Regions from separate parts of the Mus musculus genome. Here regions 1, 2, 3, 4 and 5 are each linked to region 6. The links are chromatin contacts, called in public HiCAR-type and promoter capture Hi-C maps. All regions are on one chromosome and are shown on one strand. The core of a region is the stretch at or near the end of the contact, and the rest is flanking DNA. Distances in the headings are between cores, read along the strand shown.

What was found. Promoter capture Hi-C pulls out the DNA fragments that hold promoters and counts their contacts. HiCAR-type assays count read pairs that join an accessible place to other places.
Region 1: a contact with region 6 is called in a promoter capture Hi-C map of pre-B cells, with 3 times the contacts expected there. The contact joins the promoter of Acss1 here to the promoter of Fkbp1a in region 6. A contact is called at or near these places in 12 of 39 promoter capture datasets (the C10 cell line, the HPC-7 cell line, cranial neural crest and 7 more), 4 of 484 Hi-C or Micro-C datasets (B cells and the G1E-ER4 cell line), 11 of 115 datasets of contacts at active chromatin or transcription factors (bone marrow-derived macrophages, embryonic hindbrain, embryonic stem cells and 7 more) and 3 of 9 other capture datasets (adipose tissue, liver and macrophages).
Region 2: a promoter capture Hi-C map of second pharyngeal arch cranial neural crest shows a contact between it and region 6. The contact joins the promoter of Pygb here to the promoter of Fkbp1a in region 6. A contact is called at or near these places in 7 of 39 promoter capture datasets (the C10 cell line, cranial neural crest, embryonic stem cells and 4 more), 3 of 484 Hi-C or Micro-C datasets (B cells, CD4 T cells and embryonic stem cells), 5 of 115 datasets of contacts at active chromatin or transcription factors (astrocytes, bone marrow-derived macrophages, embryonic stem cells and 2 more) and 2 of 9 other capture datasets (adipose tissue and liver).
Region 3: a contact with region 6 is called in a promoter capture Hi-C map of the HPC-7 cell line. The contact joins the promoter of Cst7 here to the promoter of Fkbp1a in region 6. A contact is called at or near these places in 9 of 39 promoter capture datasets (the C10 cell line, the HPC-7 cell line, HPC-7-derived erythroid cells and 5 more), 2 of 115 datasets of contacts at active chromatin or transcription factors (CD8 T cells and memory CD8 T cells) and 1 of 9 other capture datasets (liver).
Region 4: a contact with region 6 is called in a promoter capture Hi-C map of pre-B cells. The contact joins the promoter of Ninl here to the promoter of Fkbp1a in region 6. A contact is called at or near these places in 2 of 39 promoter capture datasets (cranial neural crest and pre-B cells) and 1 of 115 datasets of contacts at active chromatin or transcription factors (pancreatic cancer cells).
Region 5: a HiCAR-type map of astrocytes shows a contact between it and region 6, with 4 times the contacts expected there. The contact joins the promoter of Apmap here to the promoter of Fkbp1a in region 6. A contact is called at or near these places in 9 of 39 promoter capture datasets (the 3T3-L1 cell line, cranial neural crest, frontonasal cranial neural crest and 6 more), 1 of 484 Hi-C or Micro-C datasets (uterus), 4 of 115 datasets of contacts at active chromatin or transcription factors (astrocytes, embryonic stem cells, pancreatic cancer cells and 1 more) and 4 of 9 other capture datasets (adipose tissue, embryonic stem cells, liver and 1 more).

What each region holds. Positions count from the first base shown.
Region 1 is chr2:150,666,089-150,670,295 of GRCm38.p6, reverse strand. Acss1 (acyl-CoA synthetase short-chain family member 1) reads left to right here and starts at 2,056. Exons shown (of 14, transcript NM_080575.2): 1 at 2,056-2,411. The coding sequence starts at 2,099. It overlaps E130215H24Rik (RIKEN cDNA E130215H24 gene), which reads right to left and starts at 2,802. Exons shown (of 2, transcript NR_040331.1): 1 at 2,339-2,802; 2 at 1,364-1,835.
Region 2 is chr2:150,784,715-150,789,166 of GRCm38.p6, reverse strand. It overlaps Pygb (brain glycogen phosphorylase), which reads right to left and starts at 2,371. Exons shown (of 20, transcript NM_153781.1): 1 at 2,057-2,371. The coding sequence starts at 2,299. It overlaps Gm30141 (a long non-coding RNA gene), which reads left to right and starts at 2,415. Exons shown (of 3, transcript XR_375102.4): 1 at 2,415-3,196.
Region 3 is chr2:150,569,049-150,573,559 of GRCm38.p6, reverse strand. It overlaps Cst7 (cystatin F (leukocystatin)), which reads right to left and starts at 3,145. Exons shown (of 4, transcript NM_009977.3): 1 at 2,975-3,145. The coding sequence starts at 3,041.
Region 4 is chr2:151,006,588-151,011,395 of GRCm38.p6, reverse strand. It overlaps Ninl (ninein-like), which reads left to right and starts at 1,998. Exons shown (of 24, transcript NM_207204.2): 1 at 1,998-2,165.
Region 5 is chr2:150,605,560-150,610,441 of GRCm38.p6, reverse strand. Apmap (adipocyte plasma membrane associated protein) reads left to right here and starts at 1,875. Exons shown (of 9, transcript NM_027977.3): 1 at 1,875-2,054. The coding sequence starts at 1,963.
Region 6 is chr2:151,539,270-151,544,096 of GRCm38.p6, reverse strand. It overlaps Fkbp1a (FK506 binding protein 1a), which reads right to left and starts at 1,614. Exons shown (of 5, transcript NM_008019.3): 1 at 1,353-1,614; 2 at 1,232-1,279. The coding sequence starts at 1,389. Gm14167 (predicted gene 14167) reads left to right here and starts at 1,626. Exons shown (of 3, transcript NR_166213.1): 1 at 1,626-1,844; 2 at 2,493-2,674; 3 at 3,212-3,371.

The DNA of each region.
Region 1 (4,207 bases), core at 807-3,306, 870 kb after region 6:
AGGTTCCAGCTTGAAAGACAAGGGGACCTGGAGGGGAAAGTGGAGGATTGAGAACTCCAGCACTTTGAAGACAAGGAGAGAGAAGACAACGCGTGCAGGGGATGAGGTGTAGGAACTGGCAAAGGGAAGGCCTCACATTTTAGGAGTAGTTTTTGTGCCAGCTAGCTACAGCTGAGTAATAAAGTTAAGATTATCTGAGACTTCTTCCAACCTCGCAAATCACTAGAAAGGCCTTTTGTGCTGAGGGTGAGGCTCCATACCTGGTATAGAGCAGCCAAGGTGGATGCACATCTGTCCAGAGCTGTTCCTGGTTGTGGGCTGGTGCAACTCAGTCTCTCTGTGGGTTCTTTGCCCCCAGAAGGCAGGACCAACTCCCTCACACCATGGCAGCTGGGAACCAACCAACCAAAAAAAAAAGAAGCAGCACACAGGGTTTCCTCAACACAGCCTTGGCATCTAGCCAGCCTGTCAAAGTATCACTTCTGCCATGTCCTCTGGAGTAAAGCTAGGAGGTCAGCTAGCCTGGATCTTCATCCTTTTAGAGGGTTATGCATGCTGACAGTAGAACTCAGGGCCTGTGCATGCTAGGCAGGTGTTTTGTCTCTGAGCCACACCCCCAACTCAGCTTCCACACCTCCAGCTCAGTCTCCTGGTCTTGGTGGAGCAGGAAATGCCGAGTACACACTGGAGGAGGAAGTGTTGGTGGGTATCTCTCAGACCACCTGGCAGAGTCTGCCCTTTCTCTTACCTATAGCTTTATGTGTTCAACTAAAATGTGCTCTTTTATAAGTCTCTTTTTATTAGCTTGAGTGCTTCCTTATTTATTCGAGCACTATGTAACCTTCTGTGTTCCATTGTTTTGTTTCTGGCCCTAGCCTAGCTTTTGGTTTGATTTGGTTTCTTAAGGTGGAGACTAGCAATGTTGTTCAGGCTACTCTCAAACTCATGGTCTCCAGGGTGTGATCTTTTTGCCTTGGACTCGTGAATAGCTGGGACCCCAGATGTGCACCACTGTGCCCACTTGCCTAACTTTTGAATTAAGGACAAGTGCTTGGCTGAGGGCAGGACATATGCCTGTGCTAGTTGTTGGCACCGCCTTCCTCCTCAGCAGCTTGCCCACAGTATCCCCTCCAAGGAAACTACCTATCTACAGCTGTCATTGCCAACAGGAAAAAGTCTTTGCCAGCCCGAAGAACTCCACAAACCAGTTTTCCAAAGTCTCCGACCTCTAGTGTTTATTTTTTTTATTATTTATTCACTTCTTAAGTATTTGGTAGAGACACATTTCTTTTTACTCTTGATTATTCAGTAACAAAAACTTGAACTTCATGACGGAGCTGATGGTCAACGAGGCCCAATGTGATATGGACATTGATTTATTCTTTCCCATAGCTTCCCACCACCTGGAATCAGCAAAGGGTCCCAAGGAAGTGGTACCTGCCCTGGCAGAGGTCAGCAGCTGGTAACCAAAATATTGTTACTGGACTCAGGCCTTCATAGCACCTCCTTTCCTGTTTGAAGGCCCCCAGGGTTGCTCATCAGCCCTTTAGCCCGCTGCGGGTGATTTATGTGTGTGTGGCATGGTTGTACAGGCCCACACCATTGGGAGAGGGCTTTACTCTCAGAAGGTCTCCTAAGGAGGAAAGCTTTGACTTCAATCTATGGTATGCTGAACCAACTGACGGTTCATCCACACCATCTGTGAGCTGCTTCGCTCTTATGACCACTTAGACGCGTTCCCAATCTTATCTCAGAGCGCTGCCTGTGTCCCAGGTCCGGAGGCTGGGCCAACCGTGTACTTGCAGCTTCTGTCGCCAGCCAGAAAGTTATTTGGTCTGTAAAAAGAGATCGCAGAAACCCAGGAAACTGAAGCCGAGAGCGCGGGCTAGCCCCGGACTGGGCGCACAACAAAACCTAGTTCTACCCACCTCCCGGAGTCCCTGTCCAGGAGGGAAGAGGTGGGAAGGGGCAGGCTCAAGGAAGCTGCTTCTCCGGGAGAGAAGTAGTGGGTGGTGGCCGCGGGGGCGGAGCCGGGGCGGGGCCGTGGAGACTCTTAGGGGCGCTCAGGCTACCGCACCCGCGTGGGGCGTCGGGCGAGATGGCGGCGCGCAGCCTCGGCAGCGGTGTGGGGCGACTGCTGCGTGGCCTGCAAGGGCGCTCTGGACAATCGGGGTGGTCACTGAGCGTGTCCCGCTCGACCGCCACCCGACTCCCGGGCTGCGTTCCTGCAGCAGCGCAACCAGGCTCGTACCCCGCGTTGAGCGCTCAGGCAGCCCAGGAGCCGGCCGCCTTCTGGGGGCCGCTGGCCCGTGACACACTAGTTTGGGACACTCCTTACCATACTGTCTGGGACTGTGACTTCAGGACGGGCAAGATCGGCTGGTTCCTGGGAGGCCAGTTGAATGTGTCTGGTGAGTGCCTTGCTGGGTCCAGCTCATTTTCGCCGAGACTCGGGAGGCTCCAGTCAGTAGCAGCTGCCCCCAGGCCTTGGCTCTTTTCTCCAGAATGCTTCACCACCCACCCTAATCCTTGGGTCACGTCACTTTGTTCTGTATTCCACCGGATCTAGAGACTGCAGCTGGCGAAGCAGCAGTTACCCTCCCAAGTCTGCAGCGCTGTCTCTAGCGGGAAACTGGGGATACCCGGTTTAACCTCAGAGTGTTCTACCCTAACACAGATTCTAGGGGGCTTTGTCTTCAGACACAAAGCTTAGGACCCCAGATAGGCCTAGATGGAGAGAGCCCATGCTCCAAGAGTCCAGGCTTTTCTGACTCAGGGCCCCCAGATCAGCAGGGTAAACGCAAAGTACATAGGTTGCTATCGGCAACTGCAGGTGCTAGGGCTCGAGGCTCCCCTGAGGACAAACCTTGCAGTGTAAACAGAGCTTGGTGGGTGCAGGAAGAAGAAAGTGTCAGCCCCTGGGAGGGAACTGCTTATCTCCTCCGGTTGGGGTATGTGGGCAGGAAGTTCTCGGTCTAAGAACTGCACCCCAAAAACAAACGTCTACAGTGTCAAAGGCAGGTGTAACTTCAGCTCTCCGGAGTCTGAGTCAAGAGGAGCTGAACTCAAAGCCAGCTTGGACTATGTACCAGCCTCCCCCTTGATCTCTAAACGAGACACATCAGTCACTCTAGCTGTCAGTTTTCTGATGAGCCCGGATTCTGCTGAGGGTGGAGGCAGGGAAACACACGGAGGAGCCGAGAACTGAAGGAGGGGTTGGACTGAGAGGGGCTGGACAGACAGGCTGTGTCTCTGGTGCACAGCAGAGGGTTGGGAACTTTTGCATTCCTGTGGGATGGGAGCGAGGGTTGGATGGGTCAGAGATGCGTAAGGGACGAACTGAAGGTCTTTAAGACGAGGTGGCAGGTGATGCTTTGTTTAAGGACCAAAGTTAGAGGTGGAATCTGGTGTCTGCAGTTTCACTACCTCTTCAGCTTTGGTGCGTCTCAATCGCCCCATTTGTAAAATGAGAAAGCAATACTCACCTCTTATGCTGTCTGTACCGCAGTGCTGGGGGTGGGGATACAGTAACCTGTCCAGGCTTACTGGTGATCAATAAGCTGTAGCAGTTCTGATTTAATATATTCAGAAATTATAGGGTCTGTTTTTATTTATTTATTTATTTATTTATTTATTTATTTATTTATTTATTATATGTAAGTACACTGTAGCTGTCTTCAGATACTCCAGAAGAGGGCATCAGATTTCATTACGGATGGTTGTGAGCCACCATGTGGTTGCTGGGATTTGAACTCGGGAACTTCGAAAGAGCAGTCAGCGCTCTTAACCACTGAGCCATCTTGCCAGCCCCCTGTTCTTTTTTTAAAGCACAAAACTTTAAAGAAACTTTGGACAAGTCATTTTTCCCCCGTATATTATATCACTTGACAAGTTTAATCTAAATGAGTCTTTTACTAGATAAGTGTTGCCTTTAGACTTGAGTCAGCAAATTCTTCAACTTGGGTTAAGAAGTTCTTGCGTTTGCAGAAAGTGTCCTTCAAGTGAGTATAGCAGTTTGCAGAAGGAAGGGGGCAGAAAGTGTGCGGCTTCTTTGGAAACCTCTCCTCCCTTAAGAGGTCAAGGCCGCTGGGACGACCAAGCTTGTAGCTGATAAGAAGTGGTATCAGCCTTATGGTGAGGCTTGGGTGTGGTCTTCTAGGAATTCTCTGGCCTCTATTCTTCTACTATTAGAGCTGTGTGAGCCAGA
Region 2 (4,452 bases), core at 1,122-3,621, 760 kb after region 6:
CCCAGAGAGTCATTTCCTTAATCTCTGGACTCACCACAACAGGAGTCCTACAGTGTCCTCCAACTCCTGAGAAATGACCTTGAACTGCAGGCAAAGCTGGATCCCTTGTCATCCACTATTTGAACAACACCAGTGAATCTGAGCAACACAGCTCTTCTACTAACAAGGCATTCTGGGGGAGCCGCTGCTCCTGGCCAGTTTCCCTGGCAGTGATCCCAAGCCCTTGTTGCAATAACCTGTTTTAGCCATTTGGGGCCACTTCTTTAGAAGCTGCCTTGCATACTAACTATGAAGAAGCCCAACTAGCATTCTAACAGCCTGTCCTCAGCATCTTTATTTCAGGAAGGGAAAAAGCCCCAGAATGAGTTTGGAAAGCAATTAATTTTTACTCTTAGCAATTATCAAATATACTTTAATGCCCTATAAAAAAATTACTCTAAAAAGCTCTGTCACTAAGACAGCTGTTGGGTGCCCAGATTTCTTTTTTGTATGTTTGTTTGGTTTGGTTTTTTTGGCTTTTTTTGTTTGTTTGTTTGTTTTTCAAGACAGGGTTCCTCTGTATAGCCCTGGCTGTCCTGGAACTCACTCTGTAGACCAGGCTGGTCTTGAACTCAGAAATCTGCCTGTCTCTGCCTCCCAAGTGTGGGGATTAAAGGCGTGCGCCACCACCGCCCAGCTGGGTGCCCAGATTTCTATGGCAAATCAGATCATCACTAACTGGCCCCAGATAGGCAAGAGTTTTTTCCTTGCTAGTTTTCACTCTGTCTTAATACAAGATAGGCAGAATTCTCCATACCAAATGCAGAGAGAGAGAGAGAGAGAGAGAGAGAGAGAGAGAGAGAGAGAGAGAGAGAAATTCTTGCAACAGGGGATGTGTAAAAATATGATACCTGCATAAGCTTAAAAGCACCAGTATGTATTACTGACCCAGAGCCCTGTTTATGAGTGAAGCCACAAATGGTTTCGGATGAAATAAAAGCCACAAAATTGTGCAGCATACAAATATGCATACCTGTGTATTTAGGAACAGCAATTACCTGGAAACATAAACGGAACAGAATAAGGAGGACTGGGGGACCTGGTGGAGCTGGCACACGCCTTAATAATCCCAGCACTCTGGAGGCAGAGGCTGGTGGGTTTCCGTGGGTTTGAAGCCAGCTTAATTGCACAGAGTTAGCAGTCCAGCAGACAGAGCTGAGAAGTTTTGGGGGTTGGGGTGGTGAGAACTGTCAAAGGCTCCGTTCAGTGTATTTTGTTTTCCTACTAAGAATAAAGGTTTGCAAAACAGAAAAAATGCTACAACTTCTAAAGCAACTTGCTAACAAGTTTTGTCAAGGTGGAAACCTCAAAGGCAGCCTTCCCCACGAGGATTCCATCTTTGAGTTTCGGACCCTCTCCTGTTTCAGGCAGGCATTACAAGTGATTTTCTTCTCATCAGTCTCGGAGTAGGGGGTAGGGTGGGGAGCACGGGGCGGGGCAATTCCCTGCAGATTACTGATCTCACCCCTTTCCGACTCATAAAACTACCGGATCTAGTTCCAGTCCCCCATCTTCTTCGCTCGGGGCTGCAGAAAAACAAAAGGGGGAGGGGAGTGGGGGAGTAGAGGAAGCATGAACTCTGAAGCCATCTCGGAAGTCCACAGCTGGAAAACAGCCGGAAAATCCGCCGGCAAGAGCAGACCCCTAGAGCACTTCTCTGGGATGCGCAACTCCGCCGTGGGCAGAGGCCTGGCTCCATACAGCCAGATTCCAGACAACGTACCGGTGGGGGACTGACTGCGGTGGAAGACAAGGGGCCACTCAAAGCCATACTTAGGGACTGGGGACTGCGGGCCGGGGAGCAGGGGGATGGGTCTCAATTAAAACGAAACCCGAAAGAGAGGGTATGCACCGGTCCTTCGAAGGAGGATGCATAACTCTACTGTCTCTTCATTGGTCGCAGGTGACCGTGGTGCAACAGGGACCAGGCCCGTGGGCGATACTTGGGAGGGGGGGGGGGGCGGGACCCGCCCTGCCCTGGGCTCGGTCTCCCTCCCAGGGAGGGCGGGCTGCTCACCTTGGGGTCCCGCTCATAGTAATGCTGCTGCGTGCGGATCCAGCGGCCCACTAGGTGGTCGCGAACTGTGTGTGCCAGAGCGAAGAAGTAGTCGCGGGGCGTGGCCACATTGCGGTCCTTGACCAGCGTGAAATGCAGGTGTCTGTTGAAGCTCTTCCGCACCTCGGCCACGTCGCCCAGCCCCGCGATGCCACGCACGCTGATCTGCTTCTGCCTCTCACTGTCCGTCAACGGCTTCGCCATGGCGCCAGAAGAGGCAGAGGACAGGGTACGGCCCTGGAGCGAGCAGAGAAGACTCTAGCGCTGGGATGCTGCGGTGTCTCTGGCGCCAAGGACTGCAGCGGAGGCCGGCTCATACGGATTGCGCCTGCGCTTTGCGAGAGGGCCGGGCCCTGTGGATGGGCGTGGGCTGATCTGGAGGCGGAGCCTCGGAGAAAGAGCCCGTCAATCAGGCTGTTTCAGCCGGGAAGAGAACGTGGACGCTCGAGGGGAAATGGTTTATTCCTTTACTGGTGTGTCTGGGGCTGGAAAAACCGGACTGCAGCTTCCCCATACCTAAGATTTACCACTTTTATGAGGCAAAAGTAGAAACCGAACCAGTGGCTGCGCCTGCCACACTGGAAGGCAAACTCTTGCCATTCAGGGACTTCCTGGAGTTTCCGGGGCTGCAGGGACTGGCTCTGCACAGAATCACCAGATGCCCTTTTTAGGACTGCATTGGGTGCTCAGGTGTAGCTGAGCTCTGTTAAACGTTCAGAGAAGTGTGCACACGCTTGACAGACAGCCCCCAATACCTGCTGGGACTCGTCGCCAAGCTGACAGGTGGTTCTGAAAACACACGCAAGAAAAAAACGTTGTTTGTGCAAAAACTAAAAATTCATAAGTCATATCAATGTTTGTGCCTCCATGACACCACTTCAGCTCTGGAGAACAAACTGCATGGAACTCCTCAAAATACAAATCGCCAGTCTAGGCTGCAGTGACAAACACAAAAAATCTGCTGCAAATTAAGTATACAGCATTCTCTCCAAGGATGGGCAGAGGCTACTATCAATCACAACCTTTCTGGTTGTTAAAGAAAAATTCCATCCAGAAAGAAGTCAGCCATGCACAAGGAGAAGAAGGAGAAACATTTCATTGGTGAGCAGGGAAGCAAGCTGAGGTTCTGAAAGGGTTTAGGCCAGCCCAAATTTCTTACCGTTTATAGGTCAGGAGGCAACACTGCCTGCCTAGGGGACCATCTCAGAGTGGTCTCTGAATCCCTTAATCATTAAGGGAGTTTAGTTAGGAGTGTTTACAGCAACATAAATTGCAGAAACAAATGGTTTTATATAAGAATACATTATAATTTCAATAATATGTATCAGGCAGGTAGCAATAAAAAGGCATACAGGAATTGCAAATAACAGTAGTCTTGGACTGTAAAAGAACTTTTCTCTTAGCAAACTGTAAGAGGAGGTTCAGCATGACCTTAGTCCTCTGTGACAACCTTCCCTTCAGGCAGTTTTGGCAAATGTTTGTTTTCCAGATAAAGGGTGGGTGGTTTTTTTTTTTTTTTTTTTTTTTTAACAAGGCAGGACTCAACCTACCTAAGTAAAACTTTAATCCAATTGACTCCTACATAACCAGACACCAAGCTATCATAAAATTATACAGACATACATTCATACATGAATATATATAGTTTTTGAAGGAATACCCTATAGCTAGAGATCAGCCTCTCTGACAGAGACACATAACCCTTCACCATATGTGGGGAGCAGCTTTCAAAGCTGCCGCTTGGCACTCTTTCCCAGGGAGCTCTGGGATGAGACCCTCTGGTCATCGATATACAGTGCTGCCTCCTGTAAACTCCCTTGGCCCCAGAAGAACTGCCTTCCCTTGTTGTGGAGACGCTTTCCCCACATAGTGAGGTCAGTGACTTGCCTTCATTTGCCTCTTTAGGTTAGCTGATGGGGATGCAGACGGTCCTGCTTATGGAGATAAAGGTTGCCACAGGGGATGTCATAAAAGTCCAGGTGTAGGACTGGAGGTGTAGCTCAGTAATAGTGTGGTTTGCACAATGGATACCCTGCATTCCAGTGCCAGTTCTAGAAAAGGCAAATTAAGTTGTTCCTGGTTTGATGATTCCAAAGTTAATTTACCTCAACCTCTACTCAGTGGCAGACTTCTTGGGAGACAACACACTGGAATGTTTTCCCCTACTCTTGCTCTGATTTGGAATTCATTCCACACTTTTTCCTTGGGATTCTCAAGTCAGCAAGATCAAATTTCAGCCCCTGATGGCAGGGCTGTGGGGCTCCTGCTAGGCTGGAGGCTGGGGACTCTGATTAATGGAACCTCCTTGAGAGTGATTTGGCAGTTCAGAAGTCTTCTCAGTGTATGTGCCCTCATGA
Region 3 (4,511 bases), core at 1,896-4,395, 970 kb after region 6:
TGTTTCTAGGCTTTCTAGGCATGGGCCCCTAAAGCTTTTGATCCTAAGTAAGTAGCATGCTGTCAGTGTTCTTGTCCAGTATGGCTTTGGGATCTGGTCTGGTCCGTAGGTGTCTCATAGCTGAGTCCTGTACAGTCCCCTCTGGACTGTTCTAGTTTGCTCTCAAGCCCTGTCTGATGTTCTCACAGAAGCCGAGGAAGTCTGAGAACTGCAATGGTGATAAGACAAATGCCAAGCTCTGCCCAGCTGCAGATGAGCCACCCACACCTTTACCTCTTAGGGCCCCTCACCTATACCATCAACATCCATTGAGTCTATGTTTTTCCCATGAGTTCTGTGAGTGATTCTTATGCTTTGAGGTCCTGAGTGATGAGGGTGGGGTGGGCTTCTTTGAGGCAGCATTGTCTCCTCATCTGCTGGATGCTGATATTTTTTTCTCTGATTAACTCTTGTCTTTACCAACTGGGACACATCCAGTGTTAGAATCTCAGCTGTTCTCATTGGCTGTGCTAGCTTGGGCAAGCTCCTTAACCTTTTTGAGCCTCCATGTTCCATTTGTAAATGAGGATGATGATGACACTGACCTTGAAGGATAAGAATAAACAAGGCAGTTTGCACGAAGCAGTAGTCAGTATCATCCAGTACCATATCAGATATGATATGACTGCAGCAAGGATCTCTGAGGACAAACATGTTCATGGGAAATCTAGGTCAGTGGTCCATTCAGGCCTAGACCCAACCTATAACAGCTTTTAGAACTTTCTGTGGGAATCCAGTATACCCAGGCCTAGTTATGCCCTTAGCCCTTGCTATGCAGAGCAGGTGGCTACATGGCTGCAGGTTTCTTGCCTAAGCAAACAAGCCTCCTCTGCAAGTCCTACTGGAAAGGGGCAGGCGATGAGGCAAACGGTGACCACCGGCAGGGAACCTTTGTGGAAGAAGTGACACATTGAGAAAGAAGGCTCCCCATTCTCACCAACAGCTAAGAGGCAGAGACAATGAATGTGGCAATTTCCTAAATTCTGAAGATTGGGGATACTGCTTGGGGCAGTTTAACTCCTAGGCACAGAGCTATGCCATATGCTCAGATCAGACACAATCAGTATCCTTGTTGCTTTGCCTTGGCTCACAGAGGATTCCAGAATTCCACAGGAAGTAGGGAGGAGGGAGGGAGAGAGCAAGGAGGGAGGAACGGAGGGAGGGAAGAGGGAAAGAGAATGAGAATATGAATATGAATGAATATGAACCATTAGAGGTCAAGGTTCCCAGCTGTCTGAGAGGAGCTTGAGAGTACCCCATTTTGCATCGGAGGCCTTAATGGAAGCATCAGGAAGGGAGGTACCATAGTGGGTAGAGATGTGGTTCATTAGCACAGCAGAGCAAAGGCCTGGCCATTGACTTGCAGGCAATGGTGGGCACTGTTGGGAGTACCCCAGGCCTATAAGCACTTTGTGAGATCATCACTGAGCTACTTTCTCTAAGACATTCAGGTAAGAACCAGTTACTGGCATCTCAAAGGGCAGGCTGAAGGAAGTTCCAAACTTCTCAGATGGTGTATATGGGGCTTGTAGTATTCCCAGGTTCCAGTGTGAGGGTGGTGTTTATTTGGGTCTGGGCAGAGAGGCCTGAAGGGGGTGGCTCAGAGAAGCTGTTGAGGGCAGGTGAATGGAGAAGATTCCTTTCAGCTCACAAATTTGGGGGAAGTTAACGTGGTAGAGACAGGGAACTGACAGTCCTCCAATATCTCCCCCAACAGCTGTCCTGTGGTGTTAACTATAATGTGGTAGATGTGGCCACTCTGTTGAATTAGGCCTCAGAGGAGGCAAACACAGCATCGTCAAAACACCGAGTATAAAAAACCGAAACCCTAGGATCGGTGAGATAGCCAGTACCAATGTCTTCCCCAGATCTCTCACATAGGCCAAGAGGGCTTTGCAGCATGAACACCAGCTTCTGCCCAAGCTTCTCTCTGGACAACTGGGGCAGAGGAATCGTAGGTAGGCCAGGAAGGGCCTCCTAGTGAGCACTAAGGCCACAGGGAGCAGGGCATGGAGAGGCAAGGTCTGTGGCCTGGCCCGTGCTTAGTGCTGTCTCCTCTTTTACCAGTTAACTACCTCTTTGCCAATGACCCCCCCCCCCCGAGCTGCTGTGGTCCATCCTCATCCTCAGAACAGAAGCTCCCCTACCCATTACTGCCCTGTCTCCACAGTGCCCCATTCACAGCATCTACTTGGGTCTTGGATTTGGAGGCTATGCCCTACTGTGTCTCTACACTTACTTCTTTGCACCTAATTGCTGTGAAGGGGGATTCTATGTCCTTGGTGTCTCTTGGGTATTCCCTTTCACTGCCTCCCAGTGACCAGACCCAGCCTGCTTTAAGGAGGAAGAATGACAAAAGCCTTATGCATAAGCGCTGTCTTCATCTACTGGGAGATGGTCAGTTATCAGCTTTTTTGTCAGTTAGAGGCAGGGCCCTCAAACTTTATCTATGTGCTGAATCTGCTTGCTGGGGCAGACATCTTCCAGCTCTCTGTAGGGAAACAGGCACTCATGGCTGATGGTTAGCAAGTTAGCTAGCCTGGTTGCATCTCAGCTTTCCAACACAGGCGACTGCCACCCCTCACTGGCCACTAGCATGCTGACTTGCACAATACTTATCTTACTGGGGTCTCTGCAGTAAAGTCAGTTAGAAAAGTAAAGCTGTCAGATATAGACTGAGTGAGGCCCTTGAACAGAAGAGAACAGAAGTTGTTCTCTTTATCCCTGTGGCTGCTGTTATGCTTGATCCCTGATGTCTATTCTGCTTAGAAGTAGCTGCTGCCAGGATCCCCAGCCCCTTGCCAGGGTCTTTCTCAGGGTTCCAAGAGTGTCCTAAGAAAGATGCAAGACTAACAGGCCAGGGTCCCCATACTTCTACTACTAGAAGGTGGTCAGAACAGTACTCTGGGATGGGGCCAGATGACCCTTCTCTTACCTGGGGGGCGTGCCCCATGGGTGTCAGAAGTTAGGCAGCAGAGGGCAAGCAGAATGGCCAGCCACATGGCTGGGGAAATGCAGGGAGCATGTAGTGGGCCAAGTGCTCGGCAAGTACAGCTCCAGGACCAGGGCATGGTGGGGTAGCTTCAGTGGGGCGTGGTTTCTTGCTGAATCATTTTAACCAGAAGCGCTTCATCTTCAGGACTTGGGGCCACAAGAGCAACCACTTCCTTTAAAGAAGTTTCCAAGCTGTGATCATTTGCAGGGGGAGGCAGGGGGAGAGAAGTGAGACCCACGAGCGCAGCACCCTCTCTCCTTCCCAGGGTGGGAGGAGGCAGTTTCCTACCATTCACCACACACGGGGGATGCTGATGTGAAGAAACCAGGGGATTTTCAAAAGTAGTCACTTGACTGTCCTTCTACATTTATAGACTCTCTCCCCTCCTGCATTCTAGTATTCAGAATAGCCCCCTTCAAGAGACAAGAAACTATGCTGTCCGGGTCTGAGGGGTTATCTGCAGGAAAGCTATTCATACTTTCCAAAGTCCTTGGGAGGAGCATTGGCACGTGGCTTCTGTGCCTCAAACAGGAGCTCAGCACCGTGAGAGCTGAGATACTGATCATGGCCCACTCTGGGCTCAAAGCCTTCTAAGGAGATGAAATTACGTAGACAGAGGTCTGATTCTGGCCATGCCTCTACTTTCAGCCCATGGTTTGGAGTGGGTACCTATACCCAGTTATCTGAATCTGAATCTAGGCTTTGCTGTCATTAGACTAGGAACAGCCCATGCACCTCAGTTACCTCTGGGGACTTGTGAAACATTGGAGTTTCTTTTGCATAAAGGCTCAGGGTAGGAGGAAAGCAAGCTGTAATCGGCTTCAGTGTGGAGAGGTATATTCGTCTCTCAGAACTAGGCTAGGAAGGTAGTGTGGAAGGATGCCTGGGGTCTTACTTGCCCCCAGGAGACACATGGGCCTCCCAGGCTGCCTGACATACAGATATAGTCAGATCCTGGATGCTCGGGGCAGCGGTGGAGGGGGTCTGAGCCAGGTGAATTGTGCTGGATCCTACTAAATTCCAAACAGGGCAGATAGGGTCTGCGGGACATGGACAAACTATGTAATCTGAGGTCCCAATAGGTTTCTGGGTGCTGCAGGTAGTATTCAGTAAGTAGTAGCTGTTATGACAACCCCCCATGGTCCTTTCCTGTTTGATCTTGGGATCCTTATTTTTGGCTGCTAGGGTCTGGGACACAATGTCTTCAGTATAAATGGGATAGAGTAGTGCCCGCTTCAGTTTCAAACATCCACTGAGAGGTTGGGAGTCAGAACATAATCCACGTGTTGTATTTCTAGCAGTAACCAGAGCATCAGTAGTCTAGGTGGGAGCAGGAGATGGAGCTAGGCTGGCTGCTTGGTCTTCAGGCCAGTGTGGTGCAGTACAAAGATAATTCAGGGATTTGAATTCCCCGCCTCTGTGCTACATAAAGTCTGAAAGCTTCTGCGGAGTCCCTAAGGAGAACCTCATCTTGTAT
Region 4 (4,808 bases), core at 749-3,248, 530 kb after region 6:
AAATGATACATTATATCCACAAATGAAAGAGGGTCGTATTTCCTCCTATGACAATGCAGCTTTTCTTGTTGGGAAGGCAAGTGTAATCTGCCCTTCAAAATGCCTTGCTGGGAATATTTAGAATGTATATCTCTATCTGGAAAGGTAACTTTCTTTATTTGGGAAACCAGGTAGTCTCAGAAACCTGATCCAAATGCCATTCCTTTAGTGATGGGGTGGAGACAGTGTTCTACCATTTATGGTTTTTTGGGGGGAGGGGGATGGGAAGTAATTACGTTTAAAAACATACAATCTTCTGGAGCCTGGGAGCCAGTTTAGCTGATAAAAGCACTTGCTGTACAAGGGTACACTCCATGAAGTGCATGCACTCCTCCACCACCACCCCTGTGTCACTAACGAAATTAGTGCGTTAGTGTGTAACCTTTAAAAGTCAAACAAATGAAACGTTCACAAAAAGAAGACCCACCAGAATGTGATGCTGTTGGGAGGTGTGGACTGGAATCTATAATCAGGTCTTCTAGTCATTGAGGAGGTGTCCCTAAAGGGAATCTGGCAGCCCCTGTCTCTCTCTCTGTCTCTGACTCTCATTCCAGCTCTGATGTGGTGACTTGCCACAAGCTCAGAAGCAACAAAGATAAATTGACCCTGGGTTGAAATCTCTAAAACTCCAAGTCCATAGAAACCCTATTCCCCCTTCTTTATTCTTACCTCAGCTATTTGCTATAGGTCGGGGGGGGGGGGGGGATGGAGTAACATGCCCCGCCCCGCTCCTCTCTGGCTAGGAGCCACTGCTGTGATGGCTAATTTGGGTTGCTGGTTTGGCTGGATCAATTAGTTCATGTCCCTGCAAAAAGTGTCTTTCACATCTCCATTTCACAGATGAACAAAGTGAAGATCTCCCAGATTGTGTAACTGGGTGGCACAAAGTCCAACATCCAGTGAATGGCCCTGTGAATCTCATCATCTAACTCTAAGTTCATTCTCTAACAGTACATGGAAAACCCAGAGTATAAGGAGATTTAGAGAATATATAGTCTTTAAAAATATTTCTAAAACTTATTGTGTGAATGTGTGTGTGCATGATGCTTATATGTCTGTGTTCAGAACGGCATGTGTCTCAGTGTGTGTGTGTGTGTGTGTGTGTGTGTGTGTGTGTGTGTGTGTAGTCAGAGGAAAGCTCTGTGGAGTTGATTTTTCTAAGGTTTTTTTTTTTTAATTATATGTATGGGTGCTTTGCCTCTATGTATATCTATGCAACACATGCACTCTTGGTGTCTGAGGAGAAGTCAACACTGGATCCCTTGGAACTAGAGTTACAGATAATTGTGAGCTGCCCTGTGGGTGCTCAGAATTGAACATGGGTCCTCAGGAAGAACAGCCAGTGTTCTTCACTGCTGAGCCATTTCTCCAGCACCTCCTATCACCTTTACATGTGTTCTGGGATTGAATTTAGGTCATCAGGCTAGCAAGGCAAGTGCTTTTACAAACTGAGCCATCTCCCTGGTCCTGATAAAATACACTCTGCACAGTGGCGACTATGGCATACCACACTTTGGGAACCTCAGGTTATAATCTAGAGGGAAGCAGGGCCCTGGTTATATGCCCCACAGCTACACCTCTGCCACAGGGTGTAGGCATGTCATGTCCATCACTGGTTGGGGCAAGTTATGACACATGAAAAGGGATACAGCCCAAGTATATGGTTCATCAGAGTACAGTATGGGCTTTTTACTGGTTCCTGGCTGCCTACCACTCTGTGGAATTCTTCCACTTGAAAGTACTTGAGTCTCTTATTTTTTAGTTTAGTTGTTGTTAGTTTTTTGTTTGTTTGTTTGTTTTTAACACCCTGTCTCCCAGAGCCTTGAAGTCATCCTGCATCCTCCTCTTCCATACCAGCTAGGCCCCTGGCCCAGCTCCGCCTGCCTCCTCGCCCCGCCCGTCCAAGCCCCGCCCCCAAGGAGCCCCGCCCCTTCCCTGGGGAGGCCCCGCGAGAACGAGGGGGCGGCGCCCAGAGGCCTTGGGAGCCCAGGGGAGCGCGGCCGGCAGACACAAAGAGCGGCCGAGGGACGCGCGCTGGGGTGTCCTACCCGGCTCGCTTTGCACCGGGCTGCCGGAGCCCGCATCCTGAACTCAGCGTTCAGAGAGCCGAGCCTCCCACTCCCCAGGTGAGTAGGGCGTGGGAGAGGGCTGAGGGGAGGGGAGCCGAGCCGAGCGGAGCCGAGGGGGGCCGAGCTGGGCCGAGGAGGGCCGAGCCGGGCCGAAGGGATCCGCATCCTCGTGCAGCGGCCGGTACACAGCGGAGCCGATGCTTGCGATGCAGGCGCGCGCTCAGAAAGCCACACCAGAGTCTCACTGCTCTGCGGCGCACTCGGACCGGGAACGGTGGTCCGCACCGAACTCAGCGTGCTAGTGGGGTGCAGCTGCCGCCCCAAATTTTGACGTACTCAGAGAGCGGGATGCCTGGGCCCGCCGTGCTTCCCGCCTTCGTCCTCTTTTGACGAGGGGAACCGGATCGGGAGGCGACCCCAGCCTGTGTCTGAGCCCCCTTCTCAGTGCCCCTGGGAAAGCCAGGGACCATGCTTGATTGAGAGCACCTATTGGCGTTGTTGCCGCGCGTCGGTCCCTCCTGTGACTGGTGAAGTCGTCCTTGCGATCTCTGGTTGTATTATCAGTTTGCACTTAGTTGTTGAAAACTGGGACACCTCTCTCTGGGGCGGAGAAGCCTGTTGCTTCTGTGTCAAGGTCGTCCCTGCCTGCGCACCATTCTGCTACTTTGTTGTGCACTTGCGAGGCTGGTCCATCGGTAATTGAGAAGCAGTGACCTGGTGTTTGGGCTCTAGCTGTCTCAGGCAACAAATTGCACGATGGGAGACCAACTTAAAGTTTCTTAAATACCTAAATTGTCAGGCGCTCTCTGTAGCTCGTTATATGGGGGTGGAAGAAAAGAGTGATGCCTTCTCTCTCCTCTACAACATTTAGCCGACTTTTAGAACCAGGAAGGAGGTCCAGAAATGGCCCTTGCAGAAGTTCACTTGATGCGCAAGGCAGGTAGCAGAGAGGGACCGTGAAGATGGTGTTTGCCTGAGATTTCCAGGTTCTTGACTATGGATTTACTGCTTTTAAAGCAGGGGTGTGTGGGAGAAAAGAAAAAGAGGGAAGAAGGTTGGTCAGTTTATGAACTACTGTGTGCAAGAACAGGCGCGAATGAGAAGGAACGTGCCTGTGGAGTTAGGGCAGTTAGGGCAGCAGCCAGCTTGCCTCTACTGTTCATTTTATGTTATCTGTTAGTGGCTTAGACGACTACAGATCAAACTAGTCTGTAGTCAGTTGCCAGACACTAATGTTTTGATGGAAGACAAACCACATATGTGAAGGTGGTCCTAATAGGAACTGAAAAATTCCCATTAGGGGTGTCATCCCTGTAACCTTGTAATGAATCTCTGATGTCAACAGTCTAATCTAGCTTTATAAGAGTTATTGCATCCCGTTAGGTGTAGTGCATGGTATTTACTCTTGGGGTTTCTGAGAATGGAGCCCATGGTCTCAGATATGCCAGCCTCCTGCTGAAGCACATCCCCAGCCCAGTAACAATAAGAAGGAGAAGCGTCTCTTACTTGTTTATGTAGAAGACTATGCTTCGGCCAGGGTCTTAGTGTTGCTATTTAGATTGCTTGCTGTAAGGCAATATGCTCTGCTATGCCAGCAGCAACCTCACGCATCTCACGTATATGGAGCTTGTTAACTGTGTTGCGAGGCCACTCAGGTGATAAACTCTTTCTAGGTTAGTATATGCGCACATGGTGATATGAGTGCAGTAACGGAATTGCTGAATGACACTTCATAGTGTGTATCCCCATCATTAGCAACACCCGTCTTCATAAGGTAAAGAAAAGTAGGAACTCTGTTACATAAAATGGAGATTCGGTAAGAATCGGAGGATACTGCGTCTTTTTTTCAGTGTGAGAAAGTAGTAAGCTTTCTCCAAAAACTGGAACTTCAGATAAGATGTAACAATACTGACTTAGAAAAAAAGAACACTCTATAAAGAAAAAGTTAGGATTTACCTTTTAAAAACTAATATAAGCTAATAGAAAATGGGCTTTTCTTGAACTCATTTTATGTTGCGATTTGAAGACATGCTAGGTCCATGCTAGGACATAATGGGCTGTGGTCATTTGCTGACAGCTAGGTATAAATTTCTTAGAATTTGCATCTTTAGGAATGGCAGCAGAATTCTCATGGTAAACTTTGGGGTTTGGATGTTATTTGATGGGTGGTCCTCTCTAAATTTTCAAGATAATCCATGTGACATTTGTGCCTCCTTCCTAAAGTGGATACCTGCCCTTGAGTAATGTCATGGCTAGGCAGCTGTTAGCTACCTCTCCTTTGCCTGGCTGAGTAACGATCCGAAAGCAGGATATAAAATTTGGGGCAGTGTGCTGGCCTCACACCTGAACTGGAAGATTCCTGGCCTGGAAGAGTTTCCTTTTGTATGCTTTGCTTTCTTACTTTTCTGCTTATCAGTAATTGAGTGTCCGTGACTCTGGGTTTGGGTTTAACTCAGTCCTTGGCTTCAATAATGAATTAGAAATTCAGGCTCCGTGCCAGAAATTTTGTTACTCACAGCAGGAGGCCAAAACTTTGGATTGGACTCTCCCTGGAGCTGTTGGAAGGTGACCTCAGTAGCAGGCTTGGCTCCTCCAACCCCCATCCTCCTGGGTGACCCTGAGCCTACTGGATTCTGACAGTTCTGTTTGAACCAACAGAGGTCTTTAAGGAACTGATGAGCCGTGTGGAGTAAATCTCCG
Region 5 (4,882 bases), core at 626-3,125, 930 kb after region 6:
CTTTACCTCTACAACAAAGGATTATCTCGCCCCAAATGTTATCAGTGCTGAGGTTGGGAAACCTGAGCTAACCTTGCATGGCAGTCCCATTTCTCTTTGTGCAAACAGTTGGTACAATGAGACAGTAATGCTGATTGGCTGCAGGGCTGGAGGGTGATGTGGGACAAGAGAGCACTAAGACCACATACAACAAGCAGAATGGACTTTACCGTGACTTGCAAACAGAAAACCCCTAAGTCATATTGCATAACACAAATGATCGAAGCTCAGCCTATTCTAACCCCAGCTTATTCAGACTCATGTGCTTCAAGATAAGGCCATGAGTGTATCTCCCAGCAATTCCCTGTGGACTTATTTGTTTTAGAGATATGGCCACTGGCTCTTCCAGACACTTTCCTAGTTTACAAACTCTAACCGATCCGTTCCAAGACCATTTCTAACTTTAGCCCTGAATTTCATGAACAGTCTTCCATAACTGAGGAGCTCACAGGTCGTCTGGTGAATTCCTTTTATGTAGGAAGTTCAGTGTATTCAACTCTTTTTTATTCTTCGTGTGTGTGTTCCGGGTTGTTTTGGCCCATGTGTTTCACACTGGGCATAGGATACGCATAATCCATGTAACAGGCACTGGATGTAACTGGCTACTTGTGACAGCTCAGGAATGTTCACAGAGCCTCCCACAGACGGGGATACTCTGGAGAGTTAATGAGAGATTTTCAGCAATGACTCTTGAGATGGATTCTGGATGATAAAAGTGGTTTAGGTGGAGGTAGAAAAAAAAACGTATCACAAGGAAACAAGGAGTAACATGACAAAGTCAGAGACATGCAATCAGAAGGGGAAGCCATTCAGGTCTCCAGGTAGGCGCCAGACCCACACAGCAGTTGTTACAATTACCCACGATATTATCTTTATAATGTCTGTCTTCAATGATGGAATCAAGTACCATGTTGCCAAGCCTTGGATTATATATAACCTGAGATCCCTACAGAACTGTGTTAAGAAATCTCCACTTCCCTCAAGCGAGAGGAAAAAGAACATTGAGGTGGCATTCTATCGCCATCTAGTGCCGAAAAGATAATGGCATGTTTGCTTCTGTAAAATCCCAAGTGAGGTACAAAATCCAGCACCTATATCCTAGAGATCCTTCCCAATGCCCTACTTGGTTATTGCTGCCTGAAATTCTCCTGTCCGCCCTTTCTCTTCCAATCCTACCCCCACATTCCTTCACCGGCTAAATGCTTCCACTAGACCAAGTTTCTCTCTTTAAAATCACCACTGTATTAAAATTTACATGTATTGAAGTCATGGCTCTCATTAGTTCCAGAAAGGAGGGATTTGCCTGCAGTCTGCTCACTTCACCTCCTGGAGTATGTCCGACTCGCTGTAATACCGTGGAAGCACTACCTGGTGGTTGCTTCATGATTCCTAAAGTTTTGCTATTAGCAGTCTTTTCTACTTGGGCCTGTCTTTAGGTAACTCCCTTTAGAAAATTTATCAAATGTCTATTGTATAACCACTTGACGATCTAGCAGTCAAAATCTGATCTTAACCAAAAGGACACATTTTGAACTTTAGCGGAATCTTTTCAGAAAAGATAACAGTTCAGGCGGGGATTACTGCATTGAACACATTTCGTTAAGAATCAGTGGCATCTTCTCTTTGCAAGCTTGTTACTGCAGACTTCACCGCCCAGCACTCGGACTTGAGGAAGACCCGCTACAGCCTCACTATCCAGACTCGGCTCACTGAGGGAGGGACCCCCTCACCATTTGCCTGCAGCTGTAGGCTGGGGCCAGGGGGTGGAGCCTTACTGCTGTGCCAATCTCCAAAAGGGGGCGGGGCCTGCATTGCAGCTCCGGCGCTAAGTTTACGTCATTTCCTCGCGCCAGGGAGTAGTTCTGAAACCCGCGTTGCTGAGTGTCAAGGCGCTGTTGGAGGTGTCAGTGGAGAGGCGGCAGAATGAGCGAAGCGGACGGGCTGCGGCAGCGTCGGCCCCTGCGGCCGCAGGTCGTCACGGACGATGGCCAGGTCCCGGAGGTCAAGGAGGGCAGGTAGGCAGGACCTGGGCTGGGATCATCCCACGGGAGAGAACCCTCCTCATTATCCCGGCTTGGACCCAGGAGCCGGGTTCGGGCTGACAGGACAATCTGCGGGGCGAGGCCTTGCGTGGACCTGGTTGTCCTCCCTCACGCTGCTGTGGACCTTTTCTGTCCCTTCTTGCCACCCAGCCGCTGGAGCCAACGCCTTTTGCCTTTCTTTAGTTGCACGCATCTTCCCGACTTGTCCTTGTTGGAACCTCTGATACTCCTGGGACAGCCACCTGACCACTGCCGTCAGCCGATTCTTTCGCGTTCCTTGTTATTCACTTTCCTTAAAGAGAAGTCAGAAAAGATGCTGGGTTTCCTTTCTGCGAAGGTCCTCCTCCTGCATCTATTGACGCCGCGCAGTCTGTACTCCTCAGCGTGGAGTAGAGAACCGACTGACATTGTTGGCAGTGTTTCTGAGAATTCGGCCTTGCAGGTTTTTGTAATAGGGACAGTAGTTACTGACAGTAAATCCTTAAAAAGAAAAATTTTTTTTGGGCCCCAGTCTTTCTGACTTTCAAAATGCACTATTAGCCCACATATGAAGCATGCTCCTTAAACCGTACTAGAAGACATTTAAAATTGACTTTTCAACTTGGTGACCAGAATTTTGTACTTTGAATATCTAGATCAGCCTCAAAGTTGTGGAATTAACTTATATGATAGAAATATTAGAAATATTTCTTTGGTCACCAGCAATGTGATGAAGGGATGTGGTGCATACTAGATGAGAGACAGTTTTTGCTTCTGATGATCGGTTTGACTAATGGTAATAAGATAAACATACAAACATGTTTTGGCTTTGGAAAGAGGAGTTTGTAAAAGAACAGGAAGGTACTAACTAGTATGGATCTTGATTAGGGAGACCAGCCATCCTAGGTAGCCTTGAGATCTCATTAACTAGGACTCACCTTGCTAAATGTGGGTAGATTATGACAAATTGCTCACCCTGCTTGTTGTGGGTATTGCTAATTAATTGCTAATGGTTGGTGAGTCTTTTAATGGATAAGCAAGGAGTGGCCAAACCTAACTGCAGGAACTAGGAGAACTAGGAAAGGGTGGAGCTGTGGAGAGCCCTATCTGGGCACTTGGAGAAGAAAAGTGTTTTGAAGCCTGGGTACCCGGGGACTCTTGATAGATTGGCCTGATATTTAGAACAGCTTCTGTGATACTTGTGACCCACAGGCAAAGGGGCATATTTATCTTTTTTTTTTAAGGTTCTCTGTTGGATTTCTTCCTTAATGACTACAAATTAGACACCAAACTGTCTCTTTCCATCTGATCTTTTCCAATGTCTTACATTTGTGCTTACACTGTTTTGACTTTGCCATTTGTAAACATATTTGCTGTTTGTCAACATGTTTGTTATTTTATCTTTAGTGATCTGTAATGGTTGGGTTTTTTTGTTTGTTTGTTTGTTTGTTTTTTGTTTTTTGAGACAGGGTTTCCCTGTATAGCCCTGGCTGTCCTGGAACTCACTTTGTAGACCAGGCTGGCCTCGAACTCAGAAATTCGCCTGCCTCTGCCTCCCAAGTGCTGGGACTAAAGGCATGCACCACCACCGCCCGGTGAAATGGCTGCTTTTAAAGTGAGTTATAGCCACCTTTCTATACTTACAGTGATAACATTCCTGTTTGTCGTTTTCAGCAGTTCTCCTGTATTTTTTTTCTTGTAGTCATCTCTAATAGTTTGTCCAACTATCTTCTTGACTACTGTGAGGGTAGAGGATTGAATATGAATCAGGAAAGTTTTGTGAAGAAATCTGAAAGTTGGGAGTTCAGAGGTTGGACATTTACCTAATACATCCAAGGTCCTGGACTTGATTTTCAGTGTAGAAAATTAAAGAAAAAGAAAGCATGGAATCTGAAAAAAGTATAAACAAACAATGTTAGAATAAATTTTAGACTTGCTAAAACTTGCAAACCTAACACAAAATCTTAAACTGACTTAAAACATTACTAGATTTCTCTCTCTCTTTCTCTCTCTCTCCCTCCCTCCCTTCCTTCCTAAATATTGTTGCACAGTAGAGTGTGAATTTTGTAGATGATAACAGGAGGTTGCAGTATCAAAAATCTTAGACACACCTCAGAATGGATTGATTATCAGAATAAAAGAAGAAAAACAGATTTTAATAGAGGAAGGAACATTTTGCAATACTTTGGAAAGTTTCCTGACTTGCAGGAACAGCAACATTCACGTTGACAGGGTTATTGAGGTCTCTGAGAGTGAATGACGTTACAGACTTGGAGGATGAGGTGAGAGTGAGTGAAGGACAGACCTGGCTGCTGGACTGTCATTCAGAAGCATCTTTCAGAATTGTGCTGTGAGAGTGAGTCTTGGGGTTAAAGCTTCAGAGTGAGCTACACAGCAGATTTGATTGTTGAATCCTTGTAGTCAGTGTGGAGCACAGACGAGTGGGGCATTTTAACATGCCACCGCCTGTTAGAGTCACTGTTTGACAGGGGTTTCTCAAATACTTCAGGAACTTTATTGAAAGAGCAATCCTTACACTGTGAGACTGTCTTTTGAAACACCCTTCTGTTTAGAAAGTTTGCTTTAGTTTTTAAGTATATGTAAGTGTTCAGGAGTGAAAGATGCACTGAGATTTAACAACAGTGTTTAGTGAGTTTCTGGAGGTCTAAGTTCAATTTTCAAATTTTCCAATCTAAGATGGAGATAAGAGAGTTAGGATTATAGTGTTTACATCTCAGCACTGTCTACGTGTGTCTTCAAATGGGTCTTTTTGTTTTTGTTTTTGTGTTGTTTTTCGACACAGGGTTTCTCTGTGTAGTCCT
Region 6 (4,827 bases), core at 365-2,864:
GCCAAGATGTATTTCAATATTCCTTCCATTGGCAGCTTTTTAAAGGTCCTAGTCCTTAACTTCTGCCATCTCCTGCCCGCTTCTCTACTCAAGAAGTCATAGAAGTAAGGGGGCACAGAGAGGAGGATGTGAGCGGGCTGTCTTGTCTTCCCTTCCCTGTAAGTCATTTCCCTCAAGATCGGGATCCTCCCCTGATTAGGGAGAGAAAGGCAACTTGAGCCAGAACAGCTTGGCCAGATCAGGCAGGAAAAAAAAAAAAAGGTGGGGGTGGTGACAGTGGAGGGGAGCAGGGAGAAGCAGACGAAACAGAGGAAGGATGGGGAGGGGGACAAAGGAAAGGGTGGGAAAGGGAAGGAGGGGGAGGGAAGCCGATTCATATCAGCTGTGGCTACACCACTCTGCCTAGCTATGAAGGCACAGTCAGCTCCCCCTCCCCCTCCCCAACCCAGGAAGACCTTGTAAGGGCATGGAGTAAAAAATGGTCCCAGGGCCAGCAGTCTTGATGCTTCAATTCTGGCTGAGTATGCGCGTCTTTAAAATCTCCTTTGACTTAGTTACTGTGCACTGCATTCACGACCCCCCAGTTTCCTTTATCTTTAAAAATGGGGGTGAGAAAGTCTCTACTCCCAGAAAGGGGAAAGGAAAATGTTATGGTATACATCCTTTGGTCTGGAAATCACTGCCATGGAGGCTGAGATTTGCAAGTGGGTCAAAGAGAAATAGACATTGCATTATCTATTTCTGAGAGGGCACGTGAAGCCACAATAATGACTTCGCAAGTGGGTCGTTTCCCACCCGCCCCAGAAAGGTGAATTCAAGGGTTTCCCTGGGAAAGGGTGGCTGGGCAGACTAGGAATTTTCTCCCCTTCTATCTACTGAAGGAAGAATCCCGACGCACGAAGAAGGCATCAAGCCATCGGGGTTCAGAAACGGTTCAAATCTTCCCGAAGGGTCCCTGGCCGGGAGCGTGTGACCTCCGCCAGGCGATGAGTTCGCCCCAGCCTCAGTTTCTACGGTTGGACAGTAGGCTCCCTGCGGCATCCGGGGCCGCACACCGTTCAGGGCGGACGAGACTGCGCCAACCCCATGTCCCGTTCGGCGCGGCGGGCCCAGCCTGTCCCTCGGGGCATGGCCACCGCCCAGGCCTCGGCCGCCGGCCACGCGGCCACCACGCCCCGACTCCCCAGCCGCCGCCCCTCCCGCCCGGCCCCACCCGGCCGGTCCGACTCACCCGTGTAGTGCACCACGCAGGTCTGGCCGCGCTTTGGGAAGGTGCGCCCTGAGGAGAGACAAGACTGCAGGTGAGTGGCTGCGAGCGGCGGCCGGGAAACGGGCGGCGGGTGTCTACTCACCGTCTCCAGGAGAGATGGTCTCCACCTGCACTCCCATGGCGGCGGCGGCGGCGGCGGCGTTGGCGGAGGAGGAGGAAAAGGACGCGGGTGGCGGCGCGACGGGCGGCGTGGAGCCGGAGCGGACCTGGCGGCGGTTCAGAGGTTCGGCTTCGTCCCTCTCGTGGCTCCTGCGCACGCGCACCGCACCGCACGGCACGCCCCGCCCTATTTGCGCGAGGCGCTCACATCCCTGAAGCGGGGCAGCTAGGCGGAGGGACCGGAAGTCCGGAGGCCACAGACCCCCGGATGCAGCTGCGGCGGAAGGCGCGTCCTGTTGGCTACTCCCGGTTTTCCTCTGCGTTTCTCCGCCTCGGAGACGCCGCAGTAATAACGGGCCCACCAGCTACTGACGAGCTCACTCAGAGATGCTTTACTTGCGCACACCTAACTAATTGCCCTGTAAGGACGATAGCTGTGAGTAGGCCTTGTACCTGTGGAACCAAGGAAACGTCTGTAAGTGGCCCTAGGTTCCGAGCTCCTTCTTGGAAGAGTCAGTATTAACACTAGCCTGCGTGAAAGCCCACTCTTCCACGAATACGTATATATTAAATATATGGAAATAGAGAGGGGAGTGGTGGCGCACGACTTTAATCCCAGCCCTGGTGTAGTCTACAGAGCGAGTTCCAGAGCAGCAAGGGAAGATAACCCCTGTCTCAAACAAACAAAAAGAAAAAAGTCATATATGTATGTATGGGGCTCTTGTGAGTTTTGCTTGAATACCTTCAGTACTTTAAAGAATAAAAACTTAATGGGCTGGAAAGATGGCTCGGGTGTTAAAAGCACTGGCTGCTCTTCCTGAGTTCAATTCCCACACCCACACGGCAGTTCACAACTATCTGTTACCTCCAGTTCCAGGGAATCATATACTCGGTGTACAGATGGATACATAGACAGAACACTCATTCACATAAAATAAAACTGCCAGGGTTGCTGGTGCAGACCTGTAACCCCAGTGCTGAGGATAGGAACACAGTCAGTCTAGCCTATTCAGTGAGCTCCAGGCCAGTGAGAAACCTTGTATTAAAAGAGGTAGACAGAGACCATAGAGACCACGTTCCCAAAGACCACGTGTCCAGCTGAACCAATCTGCCTCCATCTTAGGCTGAATTCAGAAATTCAGAAGCTGGATCCTGCCCTCTGGCCCTCTGGGACTGAGGAATTGTACCTTAGGGGTGCACACCTTGGAGAAAGCACACACCTCCAGTTTGTTGGACAGCAGGATCAAAAACCAACCCACCAACACCTTAAAAACATATGTATTTATTTTATGGAGGCATCCTCTGGTAAGTCATAGAAACTTTTAATGTTTTTTTTTTTGGTGACATCTGGTTTCTGGTTCTGTCAGATCCCAATCTAGGGACTATAAACTGCTCCAGAGGCGATCTACACCACAACAGCTCCACAAACAAAACCAAAAAGTCCTGGACTTGCTGAAAGTTGATATAAATCAGTCTAGTCGATGTGATACTTCCTGTCTCTTCATCTGGGTCAGCAAACCAGCTTCGGATGAATACCTCACTACCCTAGCCCACCCTGGCCTTTGGGTAATACCCCAGCCTTACTGGGCTCTAACAGTGGCATCCTAATTTTTGCAGGAAGTAGGTTTAGAGGAGAATACATCTCTTGTTCTCAACAAAGGGTCGGAATATTAGGTCTAATGGAACTAACTCCCTGGCAAAGGAGACAAAATAAGTACTTAAAGAACTTATTGGCATACCAAGATTATGTGGCCTTAAAATATTGGTTTTATCTATGCTAACCAAACAGGTATAATTTATGATTTCATCATTTGATATGCTCCAAATTTTGTTTTCACCCAGATAAAGAATGCTAAGACCTTACCAAAGATTTCACAGGGACACAGAAGACAAGCAGGGAATGAAGATCCAGCCTGCAACCATCTTAGGCTTAAAAGCCATCTTATCATAAAGACAAAGGAGGTCCATTCCTATTTATGATTAAACTTCTGTTTTTCAAGGATTGGGCTATGACTCACCTGTAATCTTAACTACAAATAGTTCAGTACTGCCTGTTCCAGGAATGGCAGTCATGTCTTTGTTTCAAAGAATTGTTTATAACCATCTTGTTTCAAAAGATTATATGACCACCTTGTTATGACTATGACTACCTTGTTACTCCCATCTTGCAACCATGTCTTTGTTTCAAGAGATCATGAGGGCTGACTTGTTTGCTCTGGTCCTATAACTCCACATATTTTGCCCATCAAATCCCCCATCTGGAAATTCCCTACCCCTGAGCTATGAAAGCCTTATTTTTCCTCACATCCAATCTCAAACTCTGCCTTGGGGAGAGGCAGCCTTTATAAACAAACAAAAAAGCCTGCTTTAATTCTCCTCCCATCTTTTGGATTAACACAACCTCCACACATAGGCATACACACAAATTTGCACGTACATATGTACTCACACAATAAATATAAAAGAGTTTCAACTATATTTCACAGTATCTAAATCTAGATGATCCTTCATTTCATTCTGAGAAAGCTCTCCTTTTGCTAGTTTGAATTGGACTTTCTGCTACTTACAGCTAATAGATTCTTGGCTTATATAATATCCCAACTCATAGATCTTGACCTTGAAGGCCACCCTTGCTGGTCTTTCAGCTGCTTGAAGGTATAGGTAATGACTACAGGGAACTGCTGTAACATGCCCCAGAATCATCTGTTAGAACCCCCAGAATCCTGTGCTAGTGTGACGTGTGGCCAGACAATCTGTAGTTCTAAACATTCAAAAGCAATACTCAAATCAGTTGGTTTTGGGTGTCTAAATATTGTGGTCAGAGCCAGGTGGTGGTGTACACCTTTAATCCCAGGACTCCAGAGGCAGAAGCAGGCCCGTGCCAGTCTAGTCTACAGAGCAAGTTCCAGGAGAGCCAGGGCTGCACAGAGAAAGCCTGCCTCAAAACAAAACAAAAAAAGAAGAAGGAAGAGAGAAGATTTATTTGGGCTTGCAGCACCAGAGAATTTCTATCTCCATGGCAAAAAAAGGAGCATGTAGCAGACAGAGGCTGTTTACTTACAATGGACCAGGAAACAGGGAATGAAGCAGGGACCAGGGGCTGTATGTAATCTTTATAGGCCCACTTCTAGTGAACTATCAGTTAGCTGTAAGCTATGGAATCTTTCAGCTCCATATCTTCCACAATATTGCCCCCAGCTGTGGAATAAGCATATAAAGTAGGAACATTTCACACTCAAGTTCACCAAACCACGGCAATCCTGTTGGCCTGGGAACCACATTTGGAAAACACACAAGTATAGAGGAATTGCCAACACCTGAAATGAGGACGCTTGAAATTTTAGTGATCTGAGGTTGATTCAGAGGAGAGGACAGAGGCTAAGTGAAAATGATGCATGCTAGTAAGTTCTATGAGTTCCACAGGAAAGGTAATTTCCACTTGCAGCTCCCAAAGGGAA